Linked DNA regions of Triticum aestivum: region 2 is linked to region 1. The links are chromatin contacts, called in public Hi-C maps. All regions are on one chromosome and are shown on one strand. The core of a region is the stretch at or near the end of the contact, and the rest is flanking DNA. Distances in the headings are between cores, read along the strand shown.

What was found. A called contact is a pair of places that touch in the nucleus more often than the background predicts.
Region 2: a Hi-C map of leaf shows a contact between it and region 1, with 2.9 times the contacts expected there. The contact joins the promoter of LOC123137891 here to the enhancer-like site in region 1. A contact is called at or near these places in 2 of 5 Hi-C or Micro-C datasets (both in leaf).

What each region holds. Positions count from the first base shown.
Region 1 is chr6B:541,208,691-541,212,414 of IWGSC CS RefSeq v2.1, reverse strand. No RefSeq gene overlaps it. Among protein-coding and RNA genes, the nearest start is that of LOC123137890, 180 kb to the right of the region's middle. Within about 2 kb of position 2,039, at least 8 of the 8 cell types and tissues checked have an H3K27ac peak or open chromatin away from gene starts, as enhancers often do. A contact at or near this core is called in leaf, where this site is marked.
Region 2 is chr6B:541,649,853-541,653,576 of IWGSC CS RefSeq v2.1, reverse strand. It overlaps LOC123137891 (probable tocopherol O-methyltransferase, chloroplastic), which reads right to left and starts at 1,910. Exons shown (of 6, transcript XM_044557755.1): 1 at 1,500-1,910; 2 at 179-348; 3 at 1-63. The coding sequence starts at 1,869.

The DNA of each region.
Region 1 (3,724 bases), core at 790-3,289:
AACCCTGAGTACTCATCCAAAGTACTCGCAAGCAAGGATCTACACTACATATGAATGGGTATATGTGTAAAGAGGCAATATCGGTGGACGGAACTGCAGAATGCCAGAATAATAGGGGGATAGCTAGTCCTATCGAACACTACGCTTCTGGCAGGCTCCATCTTGCAGCATGTAGAAGAGAGTAGATTGAAGTCCTCCAAGTAGCATAGCATAGCATAATCCTACCCGGCGATCCTCCCCTCGTCGCCCTGTGGAATAGCGATCACCGGGTTGTCTGTGGAACTTGTCTGGGTGTGTTTTATTAAGTATCTGGTTCTAGTTGTCATAAGGTCAAGGTACAACTCCGGGTCATCCTTTTACCGAGGGACACGACTATTTGAATAGATAAACTTCCCTGCAGGGGTGCGCCTCATAACCCAACACGCTCGATCCCATTTGGCCGGACACACTTTCCTGGGTCATGCTCGGCCTCGGAAGATCAACACGTCGCAGCCCCACCTAGGCACAACAGAGAGGTCGGCACGCCGGTCTAAATCCTAAGCGCGCAGGGGTCTGGACCCATCGCCCATTGCACACCTGCATGTTGCGTACCCGGCCGGTGAGCAGACCTAGCAACCTCCATTACAAAGGAAGTCGCGTTACGCAGTCCAACCTGGCGCGCGCCGCTCAGTCGCTCATCTCACAAAGGCTTCGGCTGATACCACGACGTCGAGTGCCCATGTCTTTCTCGCGTAGTTAGTTAGTGCGTATAGGCCAGTGGCCAGACTCAGATCAAATACCAAGATCTCGTTAAACGTGTTATTATGAAGCAACCGCGAACGCCGACCAGGGCCAGGCCCACCTCTCGCCTAGGTGGTCTCAACCTACCCTTTCGCTCCGCCACAAAGATCCACACAGAGGGCCGTCGGGACAAATGTCCTTTCAGCCCCCAATCCGTGAATCACTCGCGGGTACTCAACGAGCCGACCCGACTTTAGTCACCATCTGTATGATATGTATATATGTATAGTATATACCCGTGATCACCTCCCGAGTGATCACTGCCCAATAGTATAGCAAGGCAGACTGACAAGAATGTAGGACCAATGATGATAAACTAGCATCCTATACTAAGCATTTATGATTGCGGGTAAGGTATCAATGACTGTAGCAACAATGACAGGCTATGCAACATAATAGGAGTAACCGAACAGTAACATGCTGCACTACTCTAATGCAAGCAGTAGAGAGAAGAATAGGCGATATCTGGTGATCAAAGGGGGGCTTGCCTGGTTGCTCTGGCAAGAAGGAGGGGTCGTCAACTCCGTAGTCAAACTGGGCAGCAGCAGCGTCGGTCTCGTAGTCTACCTGAGAGAAGAGGAAGAAGAAACAGTAAATAAAATGCAAACATAAGCATGACGATGCATGACATGACAATGAGCGGTGTTAGGTGTGCCCTAACGTGGTAGTAGGTGATACCGACAAAAAGGGGGAAACATCCGGGAAAGTATCCCCGGTGTTTCGCATTTTCAAACAGGTGAACCAGAGGTGAAATGTTGCAGATTCGCTATGCTAGGGATGTGTGGCGGACGAACGGGCTGCGTTTCCAGATTCGTCTCGTCGTTCTGAGCTACTTTCATGTACAAAGTATTTTCATCCAAGCTACGGTTTATTTTATATTAATTTTAAAAGATTTAATCATTTTTTAATTTATTTAATTATTTTACATCAACATTATTCAGAATAGTGTATGCTGACATCGTCATGACATCAGCATGACGTCAACAGTCAACAGGGCGTTGACTGGGTCAAACTTATGTGTGGGTCTCGCATGTCATTGAATGATTATTTAACTGACAATTAATTAGGTTAATTAGTGATTAGGTTAATCTAATTATGATTAATTAAGTTACTCAATTTAGTTAGTTAATTAATTAATTAACATTATTATTATTATTATTTAATTCCCTTTTTTATAAAAAGGTTCTAGGCTAGGCCCAAAGGTCAATGGCCCTAAGGGGCCTAGCGGGTCTGGCGCTAGCGAAAACGGGGCGGAGCCCCGGGGTGGCAGTGGCCTCGGCCACCAGAGGGCTTGCACGCGCGGGCGCACAGAGGTTGGTCGGCGTCCACAGCCAGGAGCTGCGGCAGCGGTGGTGGGCAAGGCCAGCCGGAGCGAGCATGGCCTGTCGCTGCCCGGCGGAGGAGGAGGCGACCCGGCGTGGCTAGCTGTGGCCTGGCGCGGTAGGCAGCAGGGGCGGAGGTAGGCAGCGGTGGGGCGCCGGCACCGGCGAAATAAGATGCGGGCGGCGCGAGCAGCAGGAGTGCCGGCAGGGAGCGGGCCAGGCGTGCGCGTACGGGGCATGGAGGATCACGGCGAGGCGCAGGGCCGAGCGCGATCGACGCGCGGTGGGCGACGCCGGTGACGAAGAAAAAGGGGAGAGAGAGAGGGAGGCCGGAGCCTCACCACGGGGCGTAGGGTACGAGGCAGCGGTGCTCGGGGTGGGGGACGGGGACGGTCGCGTTGACGGAGACGACGGCGACGATGGAGTCCGGCAAGGAGTAGTCAAGGAGGAGGACGAGGATGCAGGACGGCGATGGTTGACGGCTCCGGGCGACGGCGGACGACGAAGGTCGGCCGCAGGGTGTCAGGGGCGACGGGGACGACGGGGATGATGTGGCGGCGGCGGGGTGGCGCTGGGGACGCGTCGGGGGCGGGAGTCGGGCTCGATCCATATCGGGGCTGGGAGCAGGAGAAGGAGTGGGGAGAGTGGGGGATCGACGGGAGTGGGGTGGGTAGCAGTTTAGGGTTTCGGGGGATAGAGGCCATATAGGCCAGGGGAGGTGCGGGGTGGGCCGGTGTGGTTGGGCCAGGCCCAGTGGGTGGGGGAAGCCTTTTCCTTTTGTTTGCTTCTTTTTTTTCCTTTTGTATTTTGTTTTATTTCTTTTCTTTTGTGTTTTAATTTTATATTTTAAATACCTTAGCTTTATAAATTACATTAGTTGCGCATAAATTAGTATTACCAAACATGCCACCACCACAATTAACTTGGCACCTAAAATAAAATAGTTTGTAACCGTTTAATTTTTTTAAAGCTTTTAAATAATTGGGTTTGTTACCGCTTTGTTCATTTTAGAGTTTTAAACACTTTATAAATGTGGGGTTTCTGCACCAACATTTAGTATGGATTATTTGCCACAAACCGAACATTTTAGTTCCAATATTTGAAAAATTTTATTGTTTGAGTTGATTTTGAATTTGAATTCGAACGAGATTTGAAACCAATGGTGATTAGCAACAGTAATCATAGTGACATGACATCATTAGCAGAGAATTAATGTAGCTTAATTATCCGGGCGTCACATCCACCGACCTCAACTCCAACTTTATATATTCCATTTCACGGAGAGAAAAATCAGAGAGGGTTGATCTGGAGCCGCCGCCAAGCCCTAATCTCTCTCGGGAGGGCTGATCTGGAGTCCGTTCGGAGCTCCGGAGAGGGGGATTCGTCGCCGTCGTCATCATCAACCATCCTCCATCACCAATTTCATGATGCTCACTGCCGTGCGTGAGTAATTCCATCGTAGGCTTGCTGGACGGTGATGGGTTGGATGAGATTTAGCATGTAATCAAGTTAGTTTTGTTAGGGTTTGATCCCTAGTATCCACTATGTTCTGAGATTGATGTTGCTATGACTTTGCTATGCTTAATGCTTGTCACTAGGGCCCGAGTGCCATGATTTCAGAT
Region 2 (3,724 bases), core at 661-3,160, 440 kb before region 1:
GACAAGATCAAACTGCCCATCAGGAAATGGTTGCTCCAGAGCATCAGCAACTTGGAAAGAAGCCTGGGCCAAACATGTGCACATTGTCACTTCCAAAACCAAACCAAACCCCAAGTAGGTCTGAGGTCAGAGATTGAAACCCCAAACTAATTGGCAAGAGCGGAACAGTAGAAAAAACCTTGTCCGACAACCCCTGCACTGCTGCGAGGGCATTTCCTCTCTCGGCTTGCACTGGGCTCAATGTGATCCCAGAGCATTGTGCTCCATATTTGTTCGCCAGGTATCTTGAGCTACCACCGATTCCGTATCCAACATCAACAATCGTTTTCGGTTTGTTTGTCGGATCGTCTGCAAGCACAGGCATTCCCTCAAAAACAGCAGTAAATCCTGCACTATACACTTGAAGTACAGATCAAGCAAATTCTCCATACATAATGACAAATTGGCCAAGTTTGTTTTGAACAAGGTGCTATATTCTCTCTAAATGTCTCTTTTAACCTTTTTTATTAATTTGAACTAGCTTGATTTCCCATGGAACTATGCTGCAAGATACTACTGAACTGAAGATGTAGTTGAGGTTATGTAACTGTAATACTTATGACTGAACATATATTCATATTTATTATTAAATTTTAGGCAGCTATAATACCTGATAAGTCTACGACATTCTTTTCATGCTATCTCAATTAAAGAAACAATGCATATATCGTCGAGAGTGAGCATAAGATGAAATCACACTCTAGCACCAAAATTACAGGAGACCCCAAACTTAATTTCTCAAAGAAAGAAGTCGTAACTCATAAAATAATTTTGAAATAAACTTAAGACAATCCTAAAAAAAGGTAAAAGCAAAAACTCTACAGAAATTGAAAGGGAATGTTCAGAAGAGAATTTGTAGGGGAGGGAATGGCTACCAGCCTACCACGTAGCACTAGTGCGGTCTTCTAAACGGGCTGATCGAGAGCTGTATTATACGTACATCTAAAAGAAACAGGTGTACTGCATAGCGTTTACTGACTTTCCTTTTAAAACAAAATTTTATACAGACTACAGTACTAAAGTATTACCGCAAATTACTAGAGAACTATAGCCTTGGGAATTTGGAGAGCACAACCACTGTGAGCCACACTCTGGTAGGAGTTCTGACTGGAGCGGCAGAACGTACTGCAAAAACATTCGCAGCTCAGGCACATTTTTGGGCCCAAATCCAGATTGGCTCGCTGGTGCCACGACGGCGAGCAGAGTGCCAGAGAGTACTGGCAGAGCAGTGATAAGACGACCAAGCTCAATCCAAACAGTGCCATCTCGTACTTGCAAAAGCAATGGTCACCAGCGTGGCAACTGGCAAGTACAGGCAGTCGGATGGATAGCTCAGCTCAATATACAGTGCACAAATCCGACCCGTGGGCTGTTGCTGGCCAGCAACGAATTGGGCCGGCACGGTTGAACCAAGCAGATAGTTCGATCTTGGTGCGAATTGCGACACGAACGTTGCTTACCGGGGACGGCGGCGAAGGCGAGGGCCTCCTCGATCATGCGGATCTGGGCGCGGCGGTGGTCGGACATGGAGGCGGCCTCGCCGGAGTCGTAGAAGCCGTGGTGCATGTGCTCGCCCCAGATGCTCTCCCACAGGCCGGACGACTCGTCGTAGAGCCCCGCGATGCCCTCCTTCAGCCCCGGCGGCGCCGCGTCGGCCCGGGCCGCGGTCGTCGACGACGCCATCGGGCGCACGGAGCGCGTCGGCCGGGAGGAGCGGCAGGACAGGCCGGGGGACGGGGCGAGCCGCGTGGCCGAGGCTCGGTCGAGGCGGCGGCGCGGCGTCCAGGCGGTGGAGAGGAGTGAGTGGAGCAGGGCGGCGGAGTTTGCCATTTTGTATTTGGAGCCTCGTGAGCGCCTGACAGCTCCGGAGGTGGAGTAGTATTTTTTATTGACGCGAGGTCACGTGGGCCACACACGCCAGTGCCAGGCAGCTCAGCGTGCCGCCGGATGCCAGACGAACGTACACCTGTGCGATTGCGGTAAAAGTTGGGGCGAAGATGGGCGGCTACGAGAGGCGAGACTCGTCGCATCTACTAGCCCATTGTCAAGCTAGCTAGCCATAGCCCACGCTACTGTGACTTGACATTGTCTCCGTGCCAAACTAGCAGTGACTCCTCTCGCTCCTTCGGCGTTTTGCTCCGGCTGGAATAGGACTAGTACTGAGCTCCTTTTGCTACCACACGTACAAATAAAAGGCCTAAATAAAACATACAAATAAAAGGAAATTTATTTTGTTAACATTGGATTTTCAGGAGAATTGGGTGAATCTAATTATGCAGTGTGTTTCCACCGTGGAGCACCGAGTTTTAAACCTACTAGAGGATCAAGGCAGGGAGACCCTCTATCTCTCTACTTATTCTTGTGTGTACCAAGGGCCTGACTGCCCTTTTGGCTAATGCGGAGGAGAATGGTTTTTTGTCCGGAGTAAAAGTCAGTAAAGATGCTCCAGTGATTTCTAATATTCCCTTTGCTAAGGATTCACTGATCCTCATGAGATCTAATGCCATGAACGCGAAGGTGCTGAAAGTAGCATTAGATTCTTACTATGCTGCCTCGGGGCAGATGGTGAGCGTAGAGAAATCAAGCATCATTTCTAGTCCCAATACGAAAGTGAACAACAATGCAAAAATCTGCACATTTTGAATCTTATGAGTGAAGCCCTCATTTGGATTTACCAGCGAATGCCGGTATGGACAAAAGCTCCTGCTTTTATTTCCTGATTGATCAAATTATTACAAAAGTTAGTGGATGAAAAGAAAAATTCTTATCTGCCAGAGGTAAGAAAATTCTCCTCAAGTATGTTGGACAAGCTATTCCCACCCGAGCCAGGCACACATGTGGACCCGACTCAGGCGCGCAAAGTAGCCCGACAAAGCCAGCAGGACGGCCCCTCGCACAGCCAACTTGACGCAGCGCCGGTGCACCTAGGTGTCACAACACGCGAGCCGCATGTGTACCCGTGTGGGGCAAACCAAACAACCCGAAAAGGCCCACGCGTGAGCCGGTGCCGCGACTGCAACGCACCCCCGGCTGGCACGACCAGACCAACACGACAAGGACTGAAGACGCCGACACGCGGGCCTGGCCAACGCTATTGCGCGTGGGCAGCGTGCGATAGTGCCGACGCGGGTGCGCCCAACGCCGCCCAATGATGGTGCCCCTAGGCGTGCCCCCGCGATACACTCGTCATGGACCGCCAATTCTGGTCACCCGGGCGCACATCGTCCAAGTAGATCGGACGACGCGTATAGGCCCCAAGAGGTCATCGCGGCAAGCCAGCGCAAATGGATGGCTCAAAGGGCTCTCTCACCCGCGAAGCCCACACGGAGGCGGGTACTCCAGGATCTTCATAAGAACAATTCCATTTATATGAATTTTAACCATTTTTTCGTCATTTTTATGTTATTTTACTTTTTATCATTTTCCTTCACGATTTTTTTAAATTAGGATATTTTGTAAATGCATTACTGTTCTTAAAAGATCATGAATATTTTAAAATGTACCTATCCTAAAAATAAGTGAACATTGTTGTATATCCATGAGCATTTTACTAAAAGTCTCTCACATATTTTTTAGAATTCCAAACATTGTATAAATTCTCTAGTATTTTTCAATTCATGATGTTTTTAATATCCATAAAGATATTTTTAATTCATGATGTTTGAAAATTAAGGAACACTTTCTA